Regions from separate parts of the Ovis aries genome. Here region 2 is linked to region 1. A link is a contact called in public Hi-C data. All regions are on one chromosome and are shown on one strand. Each heading gives the region's core, a stretch centred on a gene start, on an enhancer-like site or on the middle of the called end of the contact. The rest is flanking DNA. Distances are from core to core; before and after follow the strand shown.

What was found. Hi-C and Micro-C count contacts between places; a contact is called where the count stands out from the background.
Region 2: a Hi-C map of skin fibroblasts shows a contact between it and region 1, with 1.7 times the contacts expected there. The contact joins two enhancer-like sites. A contact is called at or near these places in 2 of 16 Hi-C or Micro-C datasets (blood and skin fibroblasts).

Annotation. Positions count from the first base shown.
Region 1 is chr7:84,461,112-84,467,579 of ARS-UI_Ramb_v3.0, reverse strand. TMED10 (transmembrane p24 trafficking protein 10) reads left to right here. Exons shown (of 5, transcript XM_004010798.5): 3 at 1,526-1,599. Among named protein-coding and RNA genes, the nearest start is that of NEK9, 15 kb to the right of the region's middle. Within about 2 kb of position 3,444, at least 44 of the 54 cell types and tissues checked have an H3K27ac peak or open chromatin away from gene starts, as enhancers often do.
Region 2 is chr7:84,494,308-84,500,775 of ARS-UI_Ramb_v3.0, reverse strand. No RefSeq gene overlaps it. Among named protein-coding and RNA genes, the nearest start is that of TMED10, 7.9 kb to the right of the region's middle. Within about 2 kb of position 3,570, at least 4 of the 54 cell types and tissues checked have an H3K27ac peak or open chromatin away from gene starts, as enhancers often do.

The sequences.
Region 1 (6,468 bases), core at 2,195-4,694:
CAGGGCTTAGTTTCTTGATCCTACCTATTCAGTCTTACTTTATTGCTTTCAACTTGATATGTCCAGTTTATCCAAAAGAACGTCTCTACTGTCTTTTTTAAACGTGCTACACTCTTTTCTTCCTTCCTGGTTATTTGTTTTTGGTTGTGCTGAGTCTTTGTTGCTGCTCGCAGGCTTTCTCTAGTTGAGGCAAGTGGGGACTACTTTTTAGTTGTGGCGGGCGGTTTCTTATCCACTGTACCCACCAGGGAAGTCCTCCATTCCTTTCAATAGCTGAGTCTTTGCCCATGTGTTCCCTTCTGCCTAGATACTTTCTTTATCTGCATTCAGGTGTTGATGTCTGTCCACAGCTAATCTCTTCCCTCTTCTAACCTTTGCTCAATAGCCAGGATTATCTGAACCATTTTTGGTTTGGTTTTCTCCTTAAAGTTTTAGACTCCTTTGTATTTCACTGTGCTATTATGCATATTTGTGTCTTAGATGCCCATCAGATTATTTGAAGGCACAGATTGCAGTCACCACCACAGTCCTAGCACCTTGGGAGTTCTCAGTGAGTTGTTTTTTGAATTGATGTTTCAGAAAACCTCCAGTGTTTCTCAGGGTACAGTACCGTTCTCTATGGCTTATGGTCTCAGAAACCACAATGGTTAAGTGGCACTGTTTCCCAGAACTCCTGATTTCATGCAGGTAGTTGTTAGTTTTATAAGTAATCAGGTGAATTTTACAGGATGAGTACTGAGCAGTTTTCTGGGGCCCTTTGTAATCTTTCCCTTTCTCCTACTTGATAAGAGTAGAATTCTTTTTGATCAGATTACCATTTCTCATGGGAACATTGCTCTGTTGGTCCTACTATATCCCAAATGGACTTTTCTGTTTGTAAGAAGTACTCCTGAGAATTGTATTCTTACTATTAAGTTTCTTCTTGGGCTCCTCTAGGGGCTTTGTGGGGATAGTCCTGTACCATTTTATTTACCTATTGAAATGGCCTTACATTGACCAAAACCTTTGAAATAAGTGGACTAGTAGACAAATCCTGTGTACTTTTCAGTACTCATATTTGTGTTAAGTAATCCAAGCTCAGCATATACCTAGTAATCCTTCTCTCAGAATTTGGCAGGTCGTCTTTTTTCAGATGTGGAACTGTGCCTGAGCAGCCTGCGTGGGTGCCCACTGCCTGCCGGTCTGTGCCCCACAGTGGGTTTCCTAACCAGTGAGCCTGTGTGTGCTCTCCTCTCCCATTCTGTTCCTGTTCTGCCAGCTGCAGGATCGTGTGTCCTGCTCCCTCAGAGATGTTTGCCAGCAGCATGTTCTTGTCGCTTTCTGGCACCCCCCACACATAGAGGCTTTGTCTGGAATGCTTGTGATTTTTAGCCAGAGCCAGGAATTTTCTGCAGCTGAGTAGGGGGAGGAGTTGTGACTGTTTCCCTCTATTGAGAGGGTAGGGGTTAGGGAGAGGGAGGGCGGGTGGGTGATTTCCCGGAATTTTAAATATTCCTCACAATGAACCCTTTGATTTCTTTCTCAGGAACAGGGCGGATACCTGACCAACTCGTGATCCTAGACATGAAGCATGGAGTGGAAGCGAAAAATTACGAAGAGGTACGTCCTGCTTAACAGCCAGTGGAGGCAGTAGCTTGCCATTCCGTGAGGTTTCTGTGACCTAGTCAGGCCAGCAGGCTGTGCTTTGCCCAGAAGGCTGTGGTTTTCTCAGCAGTCATGTGACAGCCAGCTTGATATAAAAAAGTTGTGTTAACAGCCTTGAACAATAATTCTGGCTGTGCTGTCAGCCAAATGACTGGACCAACCGTCCCATAGAAGTGTTGGTATGATAAAACACTCAAGCACATGCCAGCAGTGCTTTTGAGACAGAAACCAGATATATATTTAGAATTTCTAAAAGCTAGAATTCATTAATGTTGATGTTCAAGGTTAAGAAAAGTGATTTTTTTTAAATTCGTATGGTTTTTATTCCCAGACTGACAGCTATGTGTATATTTAGATTCAGTGCTGTTTAGACTTGAACAATTGTGTTGTTTTTGAAAAAACACAATAATCAAAAGTAGCTTTTAATTAAAATAATTTCAAATTTTTCAAAAAGAGAGCAAGATGGAAGAAGAAAACTACAAGAGACTTGGAGTTTTGCTGACAGCATGTATTGTAGTAAAAATAGGCGTTTATTTGGGTGGTAGGGAGCTGGAAGTGTGCTTAGAATTAGGGGAGGGGGACTGGGCTCTTTTAAGCTATTGTGAGAGACTCTGGGGGCAGCACAGCTTCTTTAAATGAAGACTACCTGTGAAAACCACAAGACCTATTTAAGACTGGAGGATTGATCTTTACAGAAAAGATAAGAGTGTTTTTACCGAGGTCAGTCTTTTTATGAAAGTACCTAAAGGCATATAGAAGAGATGGGCTACAGGAAGTATAAATGGATTTTGAAGAATGTAAACTGAATAAACAAAGGAAAGTTGCTTTAAGTGATTTAAGAGAATTTTCTAGGAATGGTGGAACAGGAGAGGTTATTCTATCTTTGGTCAGAATTTGGAAGGGAAATATCCTAAAATGGAAGAGGATTGGAAGCCAGTGGCTGGCTCTGCAACAGGAAGTAGTAGTACAGTAATTGTGGCTCTCCAGGTCTCTCCTCTTTTTTCTTAGTTCATGTGTTCAGTTGAACAAAACTGGACTGAATTATTTGTAGGCAGTATATCGGAGCAAGTGATGCAGTTGTGAATGGAAGGCAATTCCTGATAGAGACTTTGGTTGGCTTGTTTCTGTCTCCAGGCTAGTTTAATTAAAAGAAATAAAGCCAAGAGCTTTTTTGTTCAATGAACGGCAAGAGTAAATTGAAAAATCCTTTTAAACTTTTATGAGTCAGAGGAATCCTAATTGTATTTAATAAGTTAAAGCACTGTTGTATGATATAAAACACTAAGAAAAATGTTGTATTATTATGATGTTGAAGAATAGGTAAAAGAATTTGCAGTTTTTGAATACTGCTGTTATATTCTCACCCTCAGATTAGATGCTAGATATAGCTGCTGCTTCTCTAAAGCAGACAGTGTTATTCTGAGTTTACATGTACAGTGATGTGTACATCCACCGTATGGCATTTTAGAACCCCCATACCCCGACACCTGGAATTTCCATCATCCTTGGACTTTGTTGACACTAGGAAAGGGCCTTTATCTTTCCTGACCTTTTACTTAACCCAAGAGGGGAATCCCTAGCAGAAAGGAAACCACGGTGCTTCCTTTGCTGCTTCCTGCTTCAGCAGCCTAGCACGTCCTAAGCCCTTCTTTACGCACATGGTTACAACACAGCTCAAAATTCTCTTTCTTAACCAAGAAACTCCTCCCACTACTTTCTTCAGTGACCTACCTCCCCACTCCCCCACCCCTCAATCAAAAAGCAGATCAAACTGAGACAGAGGATGACATGTGATTATGACACAGGCCAAAGACCGGCCCATTTCTCAGGCCAGAGCTAGGCCGGCTCCCTTGAACCTTGCTCAGAAATGGCTGTTTAGTTGTCGCTCGTCCAGTGCCTGGGACAGGAACATGGATGATAGAAGCACTTGCTGTGTAGTTTATTAGCAGAGAGCACTGGACATATGTAGAGGTTTTGAGGCATTTAACTTCAGGCCCTGGGGGCGAGGGCAAGGCTTTATCTCCAGAGGAGTGGGGCCCTTTGGCATCAGTGTTTGAATTCAGGAAGGTGGCATGTTTCTTTTAATGTTTTTTCACATCGAACATCACTCTGCCTCACAGTTGTGGACTTCATAATTCTGAAATCCCACATGGTCCTGTACAATTAAGTAGTAATCATTGTCTAAACACCTGGACAGAGAACCACACTACCTGCCAAATTGTTATGGAGGTTTAGTGAATTAACGCGTGTGAATTGCTATGTAAACAAATGTAATTTGTAATTACATTGTCAAATTACATTTGACAAATGTAAGGTGACATTATTTGAAGGCAGAGTGGTTGACATTTTGTAAAGAAATGTAGTTTTGTAGTTTGAAATCTTTAAATAGAAAGAATGCATATTTCCTCAGAAATAAAACATTTTTAATTCCCTCCAATAGATTTTAAGGATCTCTCACCACTATCTTTTGCCCCTAAGAGGGTCCCATTTTGGTAGAATCAGTATGTGAATCGAGCCATTTCTTTTTAGTTTGTGGTCTGTGAGCTAGAACAGCTGTTTGCAGGGACTTATTATCTAATCTTACAGTTGTGGGAATAAAGGCAGTTATCCCACCAGGAAGGAGCTGTCTGACATAACTCACTGGGCTGTGTATGTCCCTTCTTGCTTAGATGTCTGTATTTTCAGCACAACTAAAATAATTTTTTGCCTAAATGTTCTATTAGTATGCCATTTGCTACCAACAGATACACCAAAAACACAGTTGCACTTTTTGAAGCATCAGCTGAAGCCTTTTCAAAAGCTGTTTCTCTGAATGCCCTCATGAAGGAGGAACTCTGGTTCTACATACTAGATCCAAAAGCCCTTTCTTGACATAGCTTAAATGAAATAACATGGGTAAGCTACTTGACACATAGGCGATCAGTTCAGTAGATTTTAGCTCCCTTCTACCCCACCTAGAAGCTGCCACATGGCTATGACAGAGTGAATAGGATCTTTCTAAATTTCATTCATTTAGTCCTAAGATTGGCAGTCTTTTCTGGACTTATTTTGGCATGTTGTTGACCTTCTGACCTTCGCTGAAGAAGCCTGTGATCCATGTGCCCTCATGCAAAAGTAGACTTGGCTTTGGGTGTAAGTCTATCTTCATTGTCTTGATTGTGTTAAGACTGGGTGGTTTCCTCTTTGATTGCTATGCTTCTAAAATTTGCAGGGGCTGAGGATGCGGGTATGGAGATAACAGTCATTTGCCTGAATCTGGCTCTCCTCATGAAGCTTCTGTCTTGAGTTTCTCAAAGTTCCACCAAGGGAAAGAATCCAGTGATTCCCTAGAGGCTGGTTCCACGTGTGTGTTTCAAGAAGCAGTCTTTCAGATTTACCACCTTCCCTTGGTATGATTACATAGAACTCTGAACTCTTTGGAATTCAAATCATCATTAGAGGAATGGAAAATTTGTGTATAGTTTAAGGGTAACTTCACAGTTATTTGGAAGGTATTGTAGATGTGCAGGGAAAGCTTTTTCAAACAATACCTTCCACTACAGATGAGAGTGATAGATACTGTGGTAAAGAAAACTTTCTCCTAGGCAGTGGGCCTGGTGAAAGTGAATGCTGACAGTTGATGCTCTTAACATTCAAGAAGCACTTGCTTCAGGGGACCAGCAGCACTTAATATCTGCTATAGGAAGTTGACTCCTTAAAGAAGGCATAGAATGGACATAATGGGTCAGCTTCAAGTATGTACCTTATATTAGGCATGTGGGACGACACAAAGTATATATCATTCTGATGCTGTTGCATTCAAGATCCAAACTAGTGTGGGGGAAAAGGATAAAAAGCAAAACAACGTGGATATGACAGTGTCTGAGTGTTAATTGTGTGGCATTCTTAAGTGTTGTGCGGCTTTAGAGAAGAGGGGATCAGTGTGGACAGTAGTGGTTAAAGGAGGCTTCATGGTTAAGGCTGGAAAGATAGGTGGGATTTGGATACACTGAATATGTATGCTTTTGGAAGTCAGGGATTCGTTTTTGCTTACATTTTATAGCAGAGCTTTGGAGTTTTGATGCTAAATAAATGCTTTGGTGCCCTGAATAGGGAGTCATGAGACTTTGGTACTGGTGGTCTTGGTGTTGCACTCAGAGGACTGAGTAACTTTATGAAATCGTCAGTTTCCTCATTTGTAAAATGAAGTCTCTCTTAGCCCTGGTATTTATTTAATGGTTAAATGCAGCCTAAAAGGGGAATGCTGCCTCCTAGTGGAGAACCTGTGAAATAGGCTTTTGCTTTTATCAAACTGTTGGCAAAACACACGTCATCCTTCTAGTCATGGAAGAGAAGAGTAGACTAGGATAATAATGGCCTGCCTCCACGAAACAGGTTTAATTTTACATTCTTAAAGACTCTATGAACATTAAATCAGATGTTTAGAGTAGCAGAACAGTCAGTAGGGATATTGATACAGATTTTCTTGTTAGCTCTTTGTACTGATGTTCATCCCACTCAGAAGTGTGGAGATAATTTACTGAATTAAAGACAGGATTGAGTTGGGATTTCATTGGGGAAATGAGATTCAACTTGGATGATATGTTATGAATAGAAGTATAGAGTCTAGAATAGGATCTATACCAGAAAAGGGGTTAGGAAATTGAATGATTAAACAGGGGCCCCTGTACTGTATGGAATACTGTGCAGCAGTTAAGAATGGGGTAAATCTACAAGCACTGAAGTGTTTAGAAAGATTTTTTAAATGAAAAAAAGGAAGCCATAGAACAACATACACTTTATGGTCACATTTATAGATACGTTTTAAATTATATTTTCCTTTGT
Region 2 (6,468 bases), core at 2,321-4,820, 33 kb before region 1:
CTGCTGCAGGGTCAAGGGCACTGAACGCAACAGTGTGTGTACCAGACCTTCTGAAGGAGGTCGCCATTCTCTCCATTACCCCTACCATAGTTTGGTCTCAGGACAGGGAGAGAACACAGCCCCACTCATCAACAGAGAACTGGACTAAAGATTTACTGAGCATGGCCCCGCCCATCAGAACAAGACCCAGCTTCCCCCTCAGTCAGTCTCTCCCATCAGGAAGCTTCCATAAGCCTCTTATCCTTACCCATCAGAGGGCAGACAGACTGAAAACCACAATCACAGAAAACTAATCAAACTGATCACATGGACCACAGCCTTCTCTAACTCAATGAAACTATGAGCCAGGCCATGTCGGGCCACCCAAGATAGATAGGGCATGATGGAGAGTTCTGACAAAACGTGCTCCACTGGAGAAGGGAATGGCAAACCGCTTCAGTATTCTTGCCTTGAGAACCCCATGAATGGTGTGAAAAGGCAAAAAGATAGGACACTGAAAGATGAACTCCCCAAGTCAGTAGGTTCCCAATATGCTACTGGAGATCAGTGGAGAACTAACTCCCAAAAGAATGAAGAGACGGAGCCAAAGCAAAAACAACACCAGTTGTGGATGTGACTGGTGATGGAAGTAAAGTCTGATGCTGTAAAGAGCCATATTGTATGGGAACCTGGAATGTTAGGTCCACGAATCAAGGCAAATTGGAAGTGGTCAAACAGGAGATGGCAAGAGTGAACATCGATGTTTTAGGAATCAGTAAACTAAAATGGACTGGAATGGGCGGATTTAATTCAGATGACCATTATGTCTACTACTGTGGACAAGAACCCCTTAGAAGAAGTGGAGTAGACCTCACAGTCAACAAAAGAGTCTGAAATGCAGTACTTGGGTGCAATCTCAAAAATGATAGAATGATCTCTCATCATTTCCAAGGCAAACCATTCAATATCACAGTAATCTAAGTCTATGCCCCAACCAGTAATGCTGAAGAAGTTGAACAGTTCTATGAAGACCTACAAGACCAAGAACTAACATCCAAAAAAGATATTCTTTTCATCATAGAGGACTGGAATGCAGAAGTAGGAAGTCAAGAAACATCTGGAGTAACAGTCAAGTTTGGCCTTGGGGTTCAAAATGAAGCAGGGCAAAGGTTAACAGAGTTCTGCCAAGCGAATGGACTGGTTATAGCAAACGCCATCTTCCAACAACACAAGAGATGACCCTACACATGGACATCACCAGATGGTCAACACCGAAATCAGATTGATTATATTCTTTGCAGCCAAAGACGGAGAAGCTCTATATAGTCAGCAAAAATAAGACCAGGAGCTGACTGTGGCTCAGATCATGAACTCCTTATTGCCATATTCAGACTTAAATTGAAGAAAGTAAGGAAAACCATTAGACCATTCAGGTATGACCTAAACCAAATCAGTTACAATTATATAGTGGAAGGGACAAATAGATTCAAGGCATTAGATCTGATAGAGTGCCTGAAGAACTATGGATGGAGGTTTGTGACATTGTACAGAAGGCAGCGATCAAGACCATCCCTAAGAAAAAGAAATGCAAAAAGGCAAGATGGTTGTCTGAGGAGGCCTTACAAATAGCTGAGAAAAGAAGAGAAGCTAAAGGCAAAGGAGAAAAGGAAAGATACACCCATCTAAATGCAGAATTCCAAAGAATAGCAGGAGAGATGAGAAAGCTTTCCTCAGTGATCAATGCAAAGAAATAGAGGAAAACAAAAGAATGGGAAAGACTAGAGATCTCTTCAAGAAAATTACTGATACCAAGGGAACTTTCCATGCAAAGATGGGCACAATAAAGGACAGAAATGGTATGGACCTAACAGCAGCAAAGGATATTAAGAAGAGGTGGCAAGAATACACAGAAGAACTATACAAAAACAATGTTCATGACCCAGATAACCATGATGGTGTGATCATTCACCTAGAACCAGACATCCTGGAATGTGAAGTCAAGTGGGCCTTAGGAAGCATCACTACAAACAAAGTTAGTGGAGGTGATGGAATTCCAGCTGAGCTATTTCAAATCCTGAAAGATGATGCTGTGAAAGTGCTGCACTCAATATGCCAGCAAATTTGGAAAACTCAGCAGTGGCCACAGGACTGGAAAAGGTCAGTTTTCATTCCAATCCCAAAGAAAGGCAATGCCAAAGAATGCTCAAACTACTGCACAATTGCATTCATCTCACATGCTAGCAAAGCAATGCTCAAAATTCTCCAAGCCAGGCTTCAACAGTACATGAACTGAGAACTTCTAGATGTTCAAGCTGGATTTAGAAAAGCCAGAGGAACCAGAGATCAAATTGCCAACCTACTGGATCATTGAAAAGCAAGAGAATTCCAGAAAAACTTCTGCTTTGTTGACTATGCCAAGGCCTTTGACTGTGTGGATCACAACAAACTGTGGATATTAAGTATCAACTATGTTTTTTCACATCCTTCTACCCTCCTCCACTTGGAGGCTATTTTGGATTGAATTGTGTCCTCAAAAAGATATGGTGAAGTCCTCCTAATCCCTGGTACCTGTGAAAGAGACCTTAATTGGAAAAAGGGTCTCTGCTGATGTAACTGAGTTAAGGATTTTGAGATGAGATCATCCTGGATTATCTGGGTGGACCCTAAATCCAAACACAAGTGTCCTTATAAGACACAGAGGAGAGACACAGAAGAGAAGTTCATCTGAAGAGAGAGACAGAGATTGGAGCTTTGGTGCCATAAGCCAAGGAATGCCTAGAGCCACCAAGAACTGGAAGAGGCAAGGGAAGAGACTTCAGAAGGAGCTTGTCCCTGCTAACACCCTGATTTCAGACTCTTGGCCTCCAAAACTGTGACAGGATACACTTTTGCTGTTTTAAGCCACCAAGTTTGTGGTAATGTGTTATTGGCAGAGCTTGGAGACTAGTAATACAGAGGCTTCCATCCTCGGCCCATCCTTTGCCGGTCTTGGCAATCAGAGGTCTTTGCGATTAGAAGCTGAACTGTGGATGTCCTGGCCCAGAGACGGCTCAGCTGTGCTTGTTGAACCCCCAGCCAGGACACCGGGCCCAGGAGGAGGGAAGAGGAACCCGGCTGTGAGCAATGCGGTGGCATCACCTTTGTGAGTCTGCGATTTCTCCACTGTTTTTGATGCAAGCTTATAAAAAGTCAAAGAAAGGCTCTGTTCTCAGTCTCTGGCTTCACATTTTACAAAGGAGGAAGTCAACACCTAGATGGCGTAATTTCTAGCCCAAGGCCGCCCAGTGAGTGGCTGGCAGGGCAGAGCCAGGACCCCTGTCTAAAGGACACATCTCCTGAGGGAAGTCCAGTCCAAGGCTCTCACTGTGGGTTTGCCACAAAGCCCTGGTTATTGCAAGCCTGGCTGTTGTTACTTTAACTTCACTCCAAAAGAGTCACTTCTAATGATTTTGCTTGCCCCTGACCCTCATGTGGGTAGTGGCGTTGACCTCTGGCTTAGAGGCTCTGATGGTTCCCTTCCCCACAGCTGGGTCTTCTGCTTTAGAGATGCAAGCTGAGCTATCTTCGGAAGCCACTATCTGAAATGCAGAAGTTGGCCATCTGTAGAACTGACAGCACTGGCTGTGGTCTGTGAAACACCAAATCTTGGAGAAGTATCTCTTTAGCAAGGTTATTAATACTTCCTTTGCCCACGTGCCACAATGACTTTCTGCAAGAAAGAGAAAAAAAAAAAAATCCTCCCTCATGTGCCTGCAAGAGAACTTCCTCTTCATCTAAAGTCCTGGCTTTCCATTCCCCCTTTGCTGACACTTGAGCTGGCAAAACATGGCTGGCCCAGGAATGAACCTTGTCCCCCAGCTTGGGACAAGGTTCCAGAGACTGCCCTTACCAGAGGTCCAATTTCGTGTCGTGTCCCAGGAGAAAGGGCAGCAGTGCTCAGGCAGGAGAAACAGGGATGGAAATCGGACTGAGAAATATTTATGTAGTGTTTTCCTTGGAAGGTGTGGAAAGGTCAGGGATGGAAATAGGAATGGCCAAGGGTTAGGTGCAGCATTAATTTGCAATTCTAGGTGCCATGTTGGGAAGTTTTAAAATGTCTAAATGCCCAGCCTGCACCCATACCATTTGCATCTGAATATCTGGGGGAAGGGGTGTCGTGGGAAGAGACAGGCATCAGTGTTTATTAAAGATCTCCAGATGGGTCCAGTGCGTAGCAAAGTTTGGGAACAATTGACATACGCTATTCCCCTAGACAAGAGCCAGATATTCTGCAGACCTGGGACTGCATTAGGTCCCAGGTGGGTTCTAGGCATTGACAGTCTTTAAAAATCTGCCAGGTGCTTTCAGTGTACAGAGCTGAATCAAGTAAATAATAAAGAGAAAGTCAAGTGGGCATTATCAAGGTGTCTGCAGCTGCTGGTCTTTTCCCATCTGTATGGTCTGTATCACTCACAAGATAGAGCTTTTGGGGGAGGAGAATAACTTCTGGTAGATTCCAGAGATAGCTGGTGATGGCAGACACCAGATGCTGACCGCTTAGTGGCCTATCAAGAACAGTGCGTTGGAGAGAAAACAAAACCTTTTCAGAACCAGGAGTGAAGGCCAAAACCAGTGTAGTCCTCTGCTCTCAGTCACCAAGCTTTTTAAGTCTCAGAGGGCTTTTTGAAGTGATCCTGAGAGCTCTTAGGACCTGCATGTGTGCAGGCTGCAGGCACAGCTGTTTCCAGGGACATGAGGGTAGATGCCATTTAGCTATGAATCTTCCTTTGTGGTGCCTCAACTCTGGAGCTGCTTCACAAAGCACTGAGCAATTTCCCCATTTCTTTCTTTCCTTCTCAATACATTTTTTGTTTCTTCTCAGAAGCTTGATTGGCTACGGACATAAGGTAAGCATGGTGCCCCTGCAGTTCCATCTTAGCTCCCTGACCCTATATCCTTCTCCCCTAGAGTCTCATCTTTGCAACTCCTTTCTTTTTCTTTCTTTCTTTCTTTCTTTTTTTTTTTTTTTGCACCTTGGTTCCTCCACTCCAGCTGGCCAGGTGGATTTCTTTTCATCTCATTCTTGCCTTGGGATTCTGCCTTCCTGGCCTCCAGGACTTCACCTCTCTGCCCTGGGCTCTGGGGCTGGTGTTCTCCATAAGCAAACAGTGCCGATGGGACAGAAGTGACACCTCCCTTCCACTCCTGCCCTTGTCAGCTTTGGTTTGTTCTCAAGGTACGTGGATAGTGGTGATGGTTCATGTGATGGTTCTTATATTTTCTGAAACTTCTTTGGGAACATATATTATTATCTTGTGCTTGCCTCATTTTTAAAGTTCTTCCTGAGACTTTCCTCATGGTCCAGGAGTTTAGACTCTGCTTCCACTGCAGGGGACACGGGTTTGATCCCAGGTCTGGGAACTAAGATTCCACATGCCATGCAGGTTACCTTACCTTGACAATGTTCTAGAGACAACACTAATGAAGGGCATTAATTGTGATGGAGGGTTAGGGAGGAGGTCATGCTTCCTACTAGGGAGATAAAAATTCAGCATCATGAGAATCTGGAGAGAAGATAAATCTTGTTTTTTAAGCAAAATGAATTAAGGGGAGATGTTAATTGATTCTACAAGTTTCACATCAACTATCAACATCTTTAAGAATGTCCTGAAAGACTTACATTTACTTAAACCCACAAAAGTTGTATTTTGAATATAAGTGAGAGTAGAAAAAGAACCCAGAAGAATCGAAAACTTCTTAGTAGAGTGGGGACTAAATAATATATGTTTTATCAAATGTAATGACAGTTATGTCTGAAAACTGGTCTGCTCTCATTTCTATTCTCAGCTCTAACACTGACTCATCGTATGGCTTGAAGCAAGTCACTAAAACAACGTTAGACCTCAGCTTCTCCATATAAAAATGGCAATTAAAATACTAGATAGAGGAACTAGCATTTATGGAGCAACTGGTCTATGCTGGTGTGCTAAGTGCTTTATGTTATGTTGTAGTATTTCATTCAGCAAATGTCTGACCACCCAGTGTGCACAGAATACTGTGCCTGGTCTCAGAGCAACATCAGGCACAAAGCAAAGATTGCTCTCTTAGAGCTTAAGTTCCAGTTGGGTTGGGTGATAATTAACAAACAAAAATGAAAGAACAAGATACTGTCAAACAATGGCAAGGGCTTCTCAGGTGGTGCTCATGGTAAAGAACCTGACTGCCAATGAAGGGGATGTAAGAGATTCAGGTTCCATCCATGGGTCCAGATGATCCCCTGGTAGAGGGCATGGCAACTGACTCCAGTATTCTTGCCTCAAGAACTCCATGGACAGAGGAGCCTGGCGGGCTAGAGTCCAATAGGGTCGCAAAGAGTTGGACATGACTGGAGTCACTTAGCATGCACATGAACCCTATATAGATAATAAAACCAGATCACATGATAAAAAGTAACCTGAGGACAGGGTTGCTTACGTAAGGTGAGCTCCCTGGGAGGTAATATTGGAATTG